2 separate regions of the Sus scrofa genome follow, and region 2 is linked to region 1. Evidence: chromatin contacts called from public HiChIP or PLAC-seq data. All regions are on one chromosome and are shown on one strand. The core of a region is the stretch at or near the end of the contact, and the rest is flanking DNA. Distances in the headings are between cores, read along the strand shown. Region 1 has its middle 95 kb from the start of EGLN3. Region 2 overlaps EGLN3 (egl nine homolog 3).

Region 1 (6,638 bases), core at 1,636-4,135:
TGGAGGTTCCCAGGCTAGGAGTCAAATAGGAGCTGCAGCTGCCAGCCTACACCACAGACACAGCAGTGCAGGATCTTTAACCCACTGAGCGAGGCCAGGGATCAAACCAGCATCCTCATGGATACCAGTTGAGTTCTTAACCTGCTGAACCACAATAGGAACTCCCCTTTTCCTTTTTTGACCCAAGAACACACACATCCCTGGGGAAGCACTGCGGCAAAAAGTAATTACCAAAGTCAAGAGAAAAGTCTGGGGCTTGCTGTTAGAGAAGGGGCTGGGAATGGCAGGAGAAGCAGAAGAAACTTGTGGTTATCACATTGAGCTCCTGACTTCAGCAAATGTCCTTAAGAATGGACCTTAGGAGCAGGTAGAGGAAGTAGCTGAGAAATAAGGATTTGAGGGGAAGCACAGCTCAAACCTTACTAGTCTGTAATGAAGCTGGAATTGGGAGTCCCATTGAAGAGAGTTACCTACACAAGAGATGCTCATATAACCTAGGAGGAGGGGGAGGAAGGCTGGCAATCACTGTCCTGTATGCATGAGAATACACTGCCATGTTCCTGTGGAGTTGCTGACTGGAGAATCAGCATAGGGGAAATAGCACGTTGGACAGATAAGTTTTAATGAAAAGAGTGGGGATCAGAAAAGGGTTGAACACGAGATGGCTTCATTATCTATCTTAAAACAGAGACATCCAGGTAGCTGTGAGACATCAGGAAGCACCTGGAACTGAAGTCTTTGCCAGTTGCTAGAGCTGTCTCTGCTGATCCTAGCTCTGTTTTTGTAGTAAACAGGGTATGAGGTGATGTTCAGATTCCCAGGGGACATGGAACAGCCTACTGCCCTGCTCACCTTTGAAGTAGTCACCTGACAGCCCCCTCACTGTCACATATTCCTGAGAGGTAGCAGGACAAGATGACGCCTTTCTGTCATTGTCCTTCTGACGTGACTCAGTACACCCCGGTTGCTGTTGACATGGACGTACTTGTTGATGGAGGAGAGGAGAAAACTGGGTGGGTTGGGGCTCTTTAATATGAGAAAAGCTTTTGTGTCTTAGCTTTGGGAAAGAGAGGAAACACCTCCCTCTTGTTTATTGGTTAAATTAGAGGCTGCTTTCTGCCTTATCCATTCTCCTGGAATACATCTTGGCTGTGACTTGGTGATGACACATGCATGTCTTGAGTGTGCCTGCCATGTGGCATTATTTCTTGTCTGAAGGGTTGGGGGTTCAGAGAGGTTGCGATGAGACCTTGGGTCCCCTGCTGGTTGGCGCCACACTGGGCAGTGGTGGTGGGCTACCAACTGAAAAGCAAAAGAGGGATAAAAAAATGCAGCTAACTTAGGAGTTCCCGTTGTGGCTCAGTGGGTTAAGAACCCAACATAGTGTCTATGAGGATATGGAGTCGATCCGTGGCCTTGCTCAGTGGGTTAAGGATCAGGTGTTGTTGTGAGCTGTGGTGTAGGTTGCAAACTTGGCTTGGACCTGGTGGGGCTGTGGCTGTGGCTGTGGCATAGGCCAGCAACTGCCATTCTGATTTAACCCCTAGCCTGGGGACTTCCATATGTCTCGGGCAAGGCCATAAAAAGGAAAACAAAAAACAAATAAAAAACACAGTTACCTTTCCTCTTTGCCAAACCCAAGTTAGTGACAATGCAGTCACAGTTACCTACTTTACGTACGTTGGGATGCTTTGCAAGGTCTTGACCCAATTGCATGAAGTTTTACAGACACTGACAAAAGAGAACAAGATTAATGCAAAAGCCATTTCCAGCTAAAGCTAGCACCTTCTCAAGAGGAAGCGACTGAGTCCCCTGCCCCAGGAGACCAGGCTATGGTTCTAGGTCTTTACCTCTGCCAGTTTTCCTGCTCTGAAATACCCAGAAACGACCTTAAGTAAAATTCAACCCACAGTCACTTGGGCGCACCCCCACCCTCCAATTTGTAGCCAAGTTAACAAACAAGATTGGCCCCCTATGAAACACTGTTAGTAAGCACTAGATGATGGCAAAGATTACAGGTAATACAGGTGTTTCAGAAAGAGGGACTGATGTGGGTTTGAGGAGTCAGGGCAGGATGCTGGAAAAATTGGGTTTGGCCTGGCACCCGGTCCTTCCCTCCTTTGGAACCCGATGAGGTTGGAGTCCTGGATTTACCAGGACTGAGATTGGACAATGTGTCAGATCTCTGGGTCCCAGCATCCTCATCTACAAGCTGGGGAAAACAACAACCCTGTCCTAGGCTTTCTGTGAGCGCTAAGCACCCGCTCAGTGGTGTTGGAGCCCTTCATTCATTTCCACAGTGACGGCAACAAGGGGCTCCTTCTGGGATGAATTCCTGGGAATAGCTCATCAATTTGGACTCTGGGCTTCGATCTGTGAGGCTGCTGTTCTTCCCTGTGGGGATGTGGTGCTGTAAACAAACACGAGTCAGTAGCTACTTTTCCTAACTCTGCCCCCAGTTTCCCCAGTTGGGATAATGGGTCTCTTTTAAGCCAGAAACATCAAGACATACCTTGTATGAACTGAGAAACTTGTCCCAAGTACTCACTTGGCTCAAACACCAGAGTTCTCAGGATTTACTGCCGATACCAAGTTCTCAAGCAGTGCAGCTTCCCTTCCTAGCTTTTCCTCATTTATCGACATTTTACTATAAACAAAAGAGGAAGTTATAGAATCCTAGCTCTGCACTGGAGAGCAGTTCTTCTGGAAGAATAGGCCTAGGAATATCATACCTTTAAAAAATATTTGATCAGTCAGAAATCGGTCTTGGAGGGAGAGGAAATACAGCAGAATGGATAAGCCCAGAGACCCTGCCTCCAAACTACCCAGACTTGCTTCCTGGTTCTGCCACTGTATGAGTCATGTGACTCTTTTGTAAATTATTTAACCACTCTGTCCCTTAGTTTACTCATCTCTTAAGTGGGGACATAATGGAACACATCTCATAGGGTTGCTACCATGAGTAAATGAGCTAAAATATATGTAAAGCATTTAGAGCAGTAAGGGGCCAGTGTAAGCAGTAAATATGTGTTGGCCATAATTAGTATGATATCCTAATGGAATGTGGAGAGGGAAGGTTTCAGACCTGGAGGGAAGCTGTGGCCTAGAGAAGAGGGTACCAAGACAGCCAGCACTCTCAGGGCCTGGCAACAGTGGGAGGCACAGAAAAGAATACTCTTGGGAAGCTATAAACACACGTGCCAAATCCTAGCAAGAGTCCCAGGTTCATCCACTGACATTGAAACGACCCTCAGAGAGCCCCCCCCCTTCCCCCTTTTTAGGGCCACACCTGCTGCATATGGAAGTTCCCAGGCTTGAGGAGTGGCAGCTGCCAGCCTACATCACAGCCACAGCAGTGCTGGATCTGAGCTGCATCTGTGATCTACACCACAGCTCACGGCAACGCCAGATCGTCAAGCCACTGAGTGGGGCCAGGAATTGAATCTGTATCCTCATGGATACTAGTCAGTTTCTTAACCCACTGAGGCCCCAGCGGGAACTCCACAGAATTTTTAGAATTTGACAGGCTCTGTTCTAGACTCCAGGTTGCCTGGATACAGCCTCTCTGCCAGCCTGGTCCAAGACTTGTTTTGGTAAGGATGACATGCTTATACAGGTCTAGTCAATAACAGGTCCTTTGTTCTGTCTCCTAGACCTCTGGGTGCCACTGTACGGACATGTCCAGCTTGGCAGGCAGCTGGCATCTCAAGGATCTGGGTTGTTATCAGATGGACACTCACCAAACAGAGTCCCTCCTGGCCCGGTGGTGTGTGCTGTTGTGCACGTAGGCCTGCATGCCTCATATCTGTGCCCAGCAATTACATCCCAAGCACCCTGCCCCATTCCAAGGCAGCCGGAGCCAGCTGGGACACTGTGCCCGGGGTGGGAGCCAGGTAGTTTTCCTCCTTTCATCCTTTTTGATTCCATAAGCATTTTCTTCTAAGCTTGGGCTCTCACAGCAGTGTCGGACATGGGAAAACAAACCCAGAAGGCAGGAACTGAGCTGCATCTGCTCGTAGTGCTGCCTTTTGCTGTTCTGAAATGGAGCCAAAAGGCACAGCCTCTGCCCTCCAGAACAGGAAGCCTGCAAGCAGCGTGTGCTTTCTGCAGCACTGCCTGCTCGGTGAGTATATTGCATATCCTTACACGTTAGTGGCATGTTGTCTGGTCTCACGTTCAGGTCTAGATTTAAATACTAAGGTGGAATTCAGGGTTTGAGTAAAATGCATGTCCGGGCCTGGTCTCTTGGCCAGGCCCCAGGGTCTGCAGCCCACCTAGCTGGTCCTCAAAACTGGCCTCTTACATCAGAAGTAATCCCACGTGGTTTATTTATTTTTATTTTTTAATTCATTTTTTGTCTTTTAAGGGCCGCACCCACGTCATATGGAAGTTCCCAGGCTAGGGGTTGAATCAGAGCTGCAATAGTTGGCCTATGCCACAGCCACTGTCACAGCCACGTCAGATCCAACCCATGTCAGCAACCTACACCACAGCTCACGGCAACACTGGATCCTTAACCCACTGAGTGGGGCTAGGGATCGAATCTGCATCCTCATGGATACTAGTTGGGTTCGTTACCACTGAACCACAGTGGAAATGCCGATCCCATTCGGTTCTGATGACAGATGGATTGTGATAACTCACCCCGGTTTGGGAAGGCTCCCTGTTCTCTTATATCAGCAGAGAAAACCATGTTTGAATACTAACAACTGGTGTCATTTACTGAACACATGTGATGCCCCAGGGAGCCTTCTAAGGGCTTTTCGTAGTGGTTTCCCGTGGTCCCCCACCAGCACTCCAGTCGAGGTAGTATGGTCAACTGTGCCTTACATGTGAGGACACTGAGATGCGTTGACATTGGGTAACTCGCTCAAGGCCACCTAGGTTGGAAGTGGCAATGCCAGTATTTGAACCAGGCAGCCTGATTCAGGGCTTGCTCCTACTCGCCATCATGCCCGATGCTGTGGCATCTCCTTGTTTCCACCTCCACAAGGATTAGACTGATGCTTGATCATCCTCTCATTGTTATCATTGGTCTTATCAGCTTGTGGAGGCGCAGAAGCTTCTTCTGGTTGACATTTGTAGCTAATTTGCTACATCCTTGATGTTAGAGATAACAACGCAAACATTGAATTATTTCCTCATTGATTTACATTACTTTGATTCCTTAAATATTTAGTGAGTGTTTACTTTGAGCCAGACATTATACTAGACCTGGCAAAGAGGGGCACTACCAGGTACTTGCTTTCAAAGAATTTTCACTCTAGAAAGAGAAATAATCTTCCAAATTCCCAAGATGGCTCACAGGGCCTTCTGAGATGGGCAGTGCCTTCCCCTTCAATCTCATTGCTCCACATTCTCTGCCTCTGCGTCCTTTGGTTTGTTGAGCTTCCTACCACCTCAGAGCCTTTGCACCTTCTGTTCCATCAGCCTGAAATACTCCACCCCTTTGCCTGGTTAACTCCTCATCCTTAGGTCTCATCTTAATTCACTCTTCTTAAGGGTGTTCTCTCTCAAACCCATAGATTAGCTCAGGAACCTGTTACATCTCATCGTAGCTCCTTGTGCTTTTAATTTTTGTAATTATTTGATTCATTCTCCAGCTCCTTAAGGGCATCAATAATGCTGTTCTTATTCACCACTGTATTCCAGGCATCAATAGGAGCTTACTCAATATTCTGAAATGAATGAAAATTATTATTTATTAAAGCAGAAACTGGGATGTTAGTCCCCATTCCTCCAAGAAGCAGACACCAAGACAGTATTAAACATGCTAGGATTTTATGGGATGGGGTCATGCGTAATTTAAAAAATGAGGGAGCTGGAAGAAGCTGGGAGACTCATCACACTGATGCTCGTCTGATCCCAGAGGGAAGTATGAGGAGGACCATCCTCTATATTCTCGTGCAGCCTGGGTAAAAGTCAGTGAGGTGATGGAGCAGATCAGCCAACAAAGCTGAAGGTCAGAGGCATACTCCACCACGTGAGCACCTCACTCAATGGCTGGAACGCCGAGGGAGGCGTGGCCCGGCAGCTGCAGGGTGCAGATTGGAGCGTGCCCACTGGGGGCGCTCATCAATTATGGCATCGGTGGGGGGGTGGAAGTCTGGGGGCTCCACGTGGCAATTCAGAGGCGGGAGGAGATGATTTCTGGCTTATGGAGAGCAGAAAAATTCCCAAGGGTATGTCTTCCACAAAAGGGAAATCTTCATTTTGAGGCTCAGCAAGTACTTATTGAACACAAACTATTCTTTGATGCCGTGGAGGGCAGTATGGGATTAACTGTACATGGTCTCTCCTCAGAAGCTTATTAGCTCGCTCAGAAGCATGTACTCTCACATGCATCCTCCTGAATCTCAATTTCCTCATTTCCAAAGTGAAGATCACACCTCCTACCTTGTGTGACAAGTAACAGCTGGATCCAGTGGCTTCCATGAATAGGGTAGGGGCTTAACAAAGGAGATTTGAACGAGTTTTAAAAAATAATTCGTTGTCTTCACCACTTTCTCAGCTTTTAGTCACTTCAGTTGGGTTGATGTTTAAGTTTTCGAAGAAACTTTTGGCTTAGGATGTGTGCTTTCCTTGTAATTACTCTCATCAGCAGTCCCCTGAGGCTTTTTCTTTTAAAAGATTTCAAG
Region 2 (7,057 bases), core at 599-3,098, 110 kb after region 1:
TTCCTCCCACCCCCAGTCTGAGAGGTCTTCTGGATCTCACCTGACCTGTAAGCCACCATGGGACTGCATCCAGTGTATTCTAATGAATGTGATATCAGAAAGTTCCATGAATTCTAATTAGTGTGTTAGTAGTAAAGAGTTTCCTGAATAAGCTTTGAACCTAAGTAAGGAAATTATGTCTCATCCCTGGGATCCCTTGGAGTTTACCTTGTCTTCCCAAGGGAAATACACTCTTGTGTACTTCTGACTTTAAGAAAGCCTGAAAACCTGGGCTAAAAGGACAGGTCCTGGAGACTCTGACTTCTTTCCACAGAGCCTGGATGGGGACAGCTGGGGGAAAAGACATAGGCTGATGGTTGACCAACTGCACCCGAAGCAGATATGGGGCTTCAGAGTTTAGAGTGGGATTGAGCTTGCTCTGCAATGGGAATAACCAATCAATCACAGACAACTTGGGCAACTGGTGTTTTGCTGTGAGATTGAATGAGTTTCCTTTGCTCCTCGCTTTTGTTGAAATACCACCCCTCCCACCCCACCTCCCCCTGTCCCCAGGCCCGCCCCACCCCCCTGGAGCTTTTACCTTACAGACTCAATACCAAGCACACTCATTTTTCATATATATATTTTTTTGCCCCTTATAATTTTCTACCATTATGGAAAGGGTAATAGGCAAAGAAGAGAGGGAGTCAAATACTTCAAGAAGAACTGAAGTATTTTTTTTTTAATGATTTTTATTTTTTTCTATCATAGCTAGTTTACAGTGTTCTGTCAATTTTCTACTGTACAGCAAGGTGACCCAGTCACACATACATATATACATTCTTTTTTCTCACATTATCATGCTCCATCATAAGTGACTAGATATAGTTCCCAGTGCTATACAGCAGGATCAAGAACTGAAGTTCTTAGTTCCCTCAAAAATGAAGTGAATCAGTTAATATTAGACCTCAGATAAGCTGCACCAGTAAAGCATGACCTGATGATTAAGGCCTCACTCTCTGCATCCAGACTAGCTGGCAAGTTCCCTAACCTCCTCATGCCTCAGTTTCCTCATCTGTAAAGTGGAGATAATTGTTCCCTCTCATGAAGCCATTATGAATATTGAATGAGGTAATGTTTGTGAAACACACAGAACAGTGTCAGGCATGTACCATTGTTTGTTCAGTAAATAAATGTGCCTCCTGAGTTTCATAGCTCTGACTTGCTGTGTGCCATTCCTTTCATTCAGCAGATATATTTTTGGATTTCAGTGCTGAAATCCAAATGTGAGCCTAAGATCTGGTTTCCTAGAAAGTTCCTTAACTTCCGTTTTCCAACATAGTTACAATGTCCCAAGTTAAGACTCAGACTCTTCAAATTCTTCGGGATGTGCAAGTAAGTGTTTCCTGGTTTTTCTTCAGAACATTGCTTCAAGGCATTTTTTATTTTTTATTTTTTTTTATTTTTATTTTTTGCATTTTTTTTGCATTTTTTAATGTGTTTTGATTGGTAACTATATATTTTTGTATATCACACAGTTATCATGGATTCCTTCAACTATTTTAGGATTCATTCCAGATGAGAATTTAAAGACAGGCATACTTAATTCTCCTACCATTCTCCAGTCACAAACATTCTCTCTATTCTGCTCAGAGCCTTTAGAGAGCCACATGGAAAGTATTATTTTTTCCTGATAAAACTGTTTCCCACATCAAAGGAAGTTAAATGTTCTGAGTCCCTATCCCTGTGTTGCCTTAAGGATTACTCATGAGTTTGTTTTTCTATAGGAATGAGATAACTTCTTGGTCTGTATGATAACTTCCAGGGTTAATGACTTCTGCTGAAAACTTGTGGGCAGTGTGACTCAGGGCAGATGGTTGCTCACCTTGCCCTGAACCTGGAAATTCCATGAGCGAACGTGTCACCTGTCACCCTAGAGTGCTACCTGGCTGCAATGGGTCTTCAAGAAACTGCAGTTGTTACCATTTGCGGGAAGGTATTAGAGTGGATACGGTTAAATGCCTGTCTTAATGTCCTTAACCCAGGGCTCGGCTGACTTTTGAGGATTTCGTAATTGCAAGGAAGCCCTGAGAACATTTCTCTGGTGACTGGGATAGTGACGGGGGAGGGCCCTCCCGGTGCCGGTTCCCTCCGCGGGCTGCCGGGCTGTGTGCTCGGGTGTGGGCTGGCTGCCACCCTCACGCAGCGCACGTAGCCCTGTCACTCAGCCGTCACCCCGCTGGCCGGGAGCCAGGCCTCATCGGGAAGGGCCGCCTTCCCAAACCCAAACAGCCTGTACTGCAGTGTCGATGTTCCTGGGCCTGTTTACTGTGCTTAATTGCAGGGTTCTGCTTGAATCCCCTCCAAGAAGAAGAATTAAGCACATATCAGAAAGGAATGACAATAGTCTTTTAAATTCCTGGCCTCTGAGAGTTGGAGTGGCTTTTGGGGAAGTGTAAATCACTCAAGTTCAGGGTGATTCACTCAAGTTCATGCACGAAGCGCAGGATCCCCTGGAATAGAATCTTGATCTAGCACAGTTTGACCTTACAGACCTGTGAATCCTCTGCAGGGTCCTGGGTGTGTGTATATGTATTTCTGAGGGTGAGGGCCGGAGCCCAGCTCTTTAATGTAAGAATCTCAAGATGCTGTTATCAACCGAGCTGAGAACCCTGAGTGAAGGCTCCAGAGTCTTGGTAGTTGATGGTTGTTTGAATGATCTCAAAGTTAAGGCCAAGTTCATAGTAAAGAGGGGCACAGATGACCAAAGTCTACTTGAGGACAGGTTTTCAAGTGAATATGGTACATTCCCTGCCCTTCTAGGCACGCTGCTCCTGCCTGACCAGGAGGAACTAGCAGGCCCATTTTGCCAAAGCAACTGAGAGTTGATTATCACTTCTGATTTTTCATTTTCAGGTATGGGGGGCATAATGATTACTGTTGCAAATTGGGAGGTAAGATTGTGTTTAGTAGAGTTCTGGGTATGTGCGTTCAGGGAAAGGAGTTTTTAGTGTGGCCTTAGGGCAGATGAAGAAGGCAAAAGGAGTTCTCAGTGTTCTCAGAAGTAGAATAGTAGAACAGTAGACATTTTTGTGAGTAACTTGGGGTTCATTGAAAGAATTACTTACCTGACAGATACGGACTATCTGATGTTCTGAATCTTCTGAACTGTGTGGTCAGAAGCTGAGACTTTGGGAAGGGGAACATGGTAGCTGGACACAGCTCATGTTGTCACTCGCCAAAAACATATTTTCCCATTTCTCCCTCATCTCATTATATCAGTCTTTAACTAGATAACAAGCAATCTGCCAAGATAACTAATGACAGTTTGCATGTTTTGTTTTGTTTTGTTTTTTTTGTCTAAAGTGCCTATATTATCTCCAACTAATTTCTTTATGCCAATCTAGATGAAGTTAGAATGAATATAAAGATTCTAAAACACTTTTTATGCTTATGAGCTGTTCATCGTCACATTGAGAGCTTACTTCTTTTGCAACGGACTGACAGCAGTGTGAACTCTGTGTAGTGACATTTTCTTGAAACTGTTAGAGAAAGCTTTGCATAATTGCAATTATGCCTTGTGAATATTGTACTGGAGGAATTTAAGTGATTTAGGTTATATATATTTTTCAATTTTTATTGAAATATAGTTGATTTACAATGTCTTATATATATATATTCTTTTTTAGAGTCTTTTCCATTATAGGTTATTACAAGATATTGAGTAGAGTTCCCTGTGTTACACAGTAGGCCCTTGTTGGTTATCTATTTTATATATAGTAGGGTGTCTTTGTTAATCCCAAACTCCTAATTTATCCCTCCCCCTTTCCTCTTTGGTAACCATAAGTTTGTTTTCTGTGGCTATGAGTCTTTCTGTTTTGTAAATAAGTTTGTTTGTATCATTCTTTTAAGATTCCACACATAGGTGATATCATATGATATTTGTCTTATCAAGGTGATATAAATTGAACCCATTTCTCGCCAGAAAACTTCACCTCTTACTTTCTCCATACAGATGATTTGCTTGGCTGTTTTTCCAAGTTAATAAAGCACATAGTCTTGTGTACCTCATTTCAAGTCTTACATATCTAGTACTCTGTGTGGTTGGTGCCTTATGGTGAAGAGAGGAAGGGTCCTGGGCCCCCACTGCTATGTCCAGAGTGGACATGGGGGAAAGCCTTGAAGGGGAGGAGGTCTGGCAGAGGCCTGGGCAGCTGTAGATGGTGCTGAAGAAGAAAGGATATGGTTGAGCCTAGTAAAGAGAGATGAGGAGGGAGCCCACATGTAGTTTGATCTCTCAGGAGAACCTCAGAGAGTGATTTCTAAATCTAGCCTGATGTATTTTTTTTTTTTTGTGGCCCTGATTTAAAAATTGGGATTGGGAGTTCCTGTGTGGCTCAGCAGATTAAGGACCCGATGTTGTCTCTGAGGATGTGGGTTTGATCCCTGACAACACTCAGTGGGTTAAGCATCTGGCATTGCCGCAGGCTGTGGAGTTAAGTCACAGATGCAGCTCTGATCTGGTGTTACTGTGGCAGTGGCATAGGTCACAGCTGCAGCTCTGATTTGAGAAATGTACATATGCTGCAGGTACGGCCATAAAAAGAGAATGAATGAATGAATGAATGAGTAAATAAAGGGATCAGAAATATTTAGGAGAGTTTACATACAAATCCATTTCAGCTGCCTGCTACTCTCCAAAAATCTGAAGATTTTATAACACCAGCCCCTCATCACAAAGGATAGCAAGTTTCCTAGTTGTAGCTAGCATAGTACACGCTCCCGAGTTCTGACGGCTCAGATCTGGTATTACTGTGGCTGTGGTGTAGGCCGGCAGCTCTAGCTCCAATTTGACCCCTAGCCCAGGAACTTCCATATGCTGAGGGTTTAGCCTAAAAAAAGACAAAAAGAAAAAATTCCACTCTCTAACTTAAGATCAAGTCACACTGGTTAACTATGGAAATCATGAGTGATATGAAATATGTTCCTGTAAAAATCTATACTGTTGACTGTTATTGGGGAAATGGTGAGTCTAAGTGGAGGCTGGGGTGGGACAGATACCTCCCCTTCCCGCCATAGATCTAAAATGATCATTATTGCTGAATGGACAGTGGAGCTCGCTGATGCCAGTGTTTTGAAATGGTTTACACATGCAGTCGAGCTGTGGTTGGTTTCAATGCAGAGCATTCTGTGTAGGCATTGGGATGGAAACCTTGGACTTTCCTTTTTCACCTTTTCCTTGGGGATTGATGGGATATGGTTTTTTATGAAGCCAACTCAATAATAACTCTTAACAGAGTTATTATTATTATTATGGTTTTTTATGAAGCCAACTCAATAATAACTCTTAACAGAATTATTATTATTGCCACACCGTGGCATTTGGGGAGCAGATTTTGTTACTTGGGTGTGGCTGTTGAAGTTCTCTATGTCTGTATAGGTTTTCAAAGACTCCTTACCCATTTACTTCCTGCAGAGTTGCTGCCGAGATATCCAGAGCACATATCTCTGGTCTAGTAAATTTAAATATTAATCTCATCAGGAAGTTTTGGAAAAATAATAAGTCCGCGATAAGGGAGACTTCCTCCTGATGGGTGTCAGTGTTATTGCTTGGCATGTTTGTCCTGTGATAACTGAAGTACTCTGGCGTTGCTTTTATTGTTCCTGGAGTGTTCTCCTCTATACACTCCAAATCCCTTCCCGGCTTGATGAGGTTTGGATAGCAACGCCGTGGAACCGATCAGTTTCCGGAGTTTGTTTCTGCCCCGTGCGCGATTTGGCACAGAAATGTGTGACTTGTTATTGATGTGAGCCTTACTTCTAAGCGCATCCTTAGCCTCCTGGTTTTAGACTGTGTCAAAGACTAACAAATATTGGGAATGTGCCCAAGCCAAGACCCATCTCCTGTGGCCCTTGTCCAGAAAACACTGATACAGTTGGCCTGTGTGGTCACGACGGGCCCACTGAGGCCCACAATAATTTCCTTCCATTGTTTCCAACTTGATGCTATGGCTTTGGGAACCAGGAGAGAGAGTGAAGATTACCTCTGGCCAGAGAAATTCTCTTTCTCTCTCTTAGGCAATCAGATACTTTGCTGACACTTAGGAGTTTTGTCCTAATAATAAGTCCCATGGAATGTGCCAGGTCCTGCCCTGTGCGTGTTGTTTTATAGATGCAGCACTTTGTAAAGGATGTACATTTGTGAGTTTGTACCTGTTTTTTCAGTATTTAATCAAAGCTGAGTCCTGAGGCAGGTAAGCACTTCCTAATGCCCTGAAGAACTCTGTTGCTGCTTCTGGTGTTGATGCTCAGATAGTCTTAGATCTTCTTGGACTGTTGGAGGCCAGGTACCCCAAGCCCTTCTTTACAGAAAAAAAAAAAAAAACAAGCCTGGGATCACATGATTAGTTGCAGAGTAAATGAGGTGGCAGGCATCCAGACCAGTGACCTTTTCCTTAGAGTAGAAGTGTTTAAGAATATAAGATTATGTAGCATTGATGGAGTACTTTTTCTTCTTTTCAGAGCTGCACAGTGGGGAGAGGCTGAGTTGGTAGGGAATCCAGCTTGTAATTGTTTGTGGCTTAAGTGACTTTCAATTATTGGTTCCATGGTGGCTCTTATAATCCTAATAGCTGCTTCCAGGGATGGGTAATTCCCTAGTCATTACAGGTGACTTCATTTATCTCTTCTTCGCCAGCGAGGCCCATCATTTCTGTCTGCAGCCAATCACCTTTCTCCAAGCCATCCTTTGCCTGGTGGTACCATCATTTATTAAATTTTGATCTCAGTACCCTCAGAATTCCACCTCTGAAAGATGTTCAAGCTGACAGCCTCACTCCAGCTCTGAGATGACATTGCATTGACATTTTAGATGTTCAAAGGCAGGATATGGGGATTGCTAGCTGCATGGGAATATAAAGTTTGAGAGATATCATGATTTAAGCTTTAAGGTCATTATAAAGCCAAGTTACTATTCAGCCTTATTTGTATTCTATTATGCAACGTGTGTGAAGCCTTGCAAGTGCAGGCCTAGTTCATGTCTTCGTGTTACCACTCAGAGTGACTTGGCATGCATTGA

The links. HiChIP or PLAC-seq counts read pairs in DNA pulled down with a chosen protein or histone mark.
Region 2: an H3K27ac HiChIP or PLAC-seq map of skeletal muscle shows a contact between it and region 1. The contact joins two enhancer-like sites. A contact is called at or near these places in 2 of 2 datasets of contacts at active chromatin or transcription factors (alveolar macrophages and skeletal muscle).

The regions. Positions count from the first base shown.
Region 1 is chr7:65,706,901-65,713,538 of Sscrofa11.1, forward strand. No RefSeq gene overlaps it. Among named protein-coding and RNA genes, the nearest start is that of EGLN3, 95 kb to the right of the region's middle. Within about 2 kb of position 2,886, at least 14 of the 83 cell types and tissues checked have an H3K27ac peak or open chromatin away from gene starts, as enhancers often do. A contact at or near this core is called in alveolar macrophages and skeletal muscle, where this site is marked.
Region 2 is chr7:65,817,628-65,824,684 of Sscrofa11.1, forward strand. The region is part of intron 1 of EGLN3 (egl nine homolog 3); the gene reads left to right. Among named protein-coding and RNA genes, the nearest start is that of EGLN3, 16 kb to the left of the region's middle. Within about 2 kb of position 1,849, at least 37 of the 83 cell types and tissues checked have an H3K27ac peak or open chromatin away from gene starts, as enhancers often do. A contact at or near this core is called in alveolar macrophages and skeletal muscle, where this site is marked.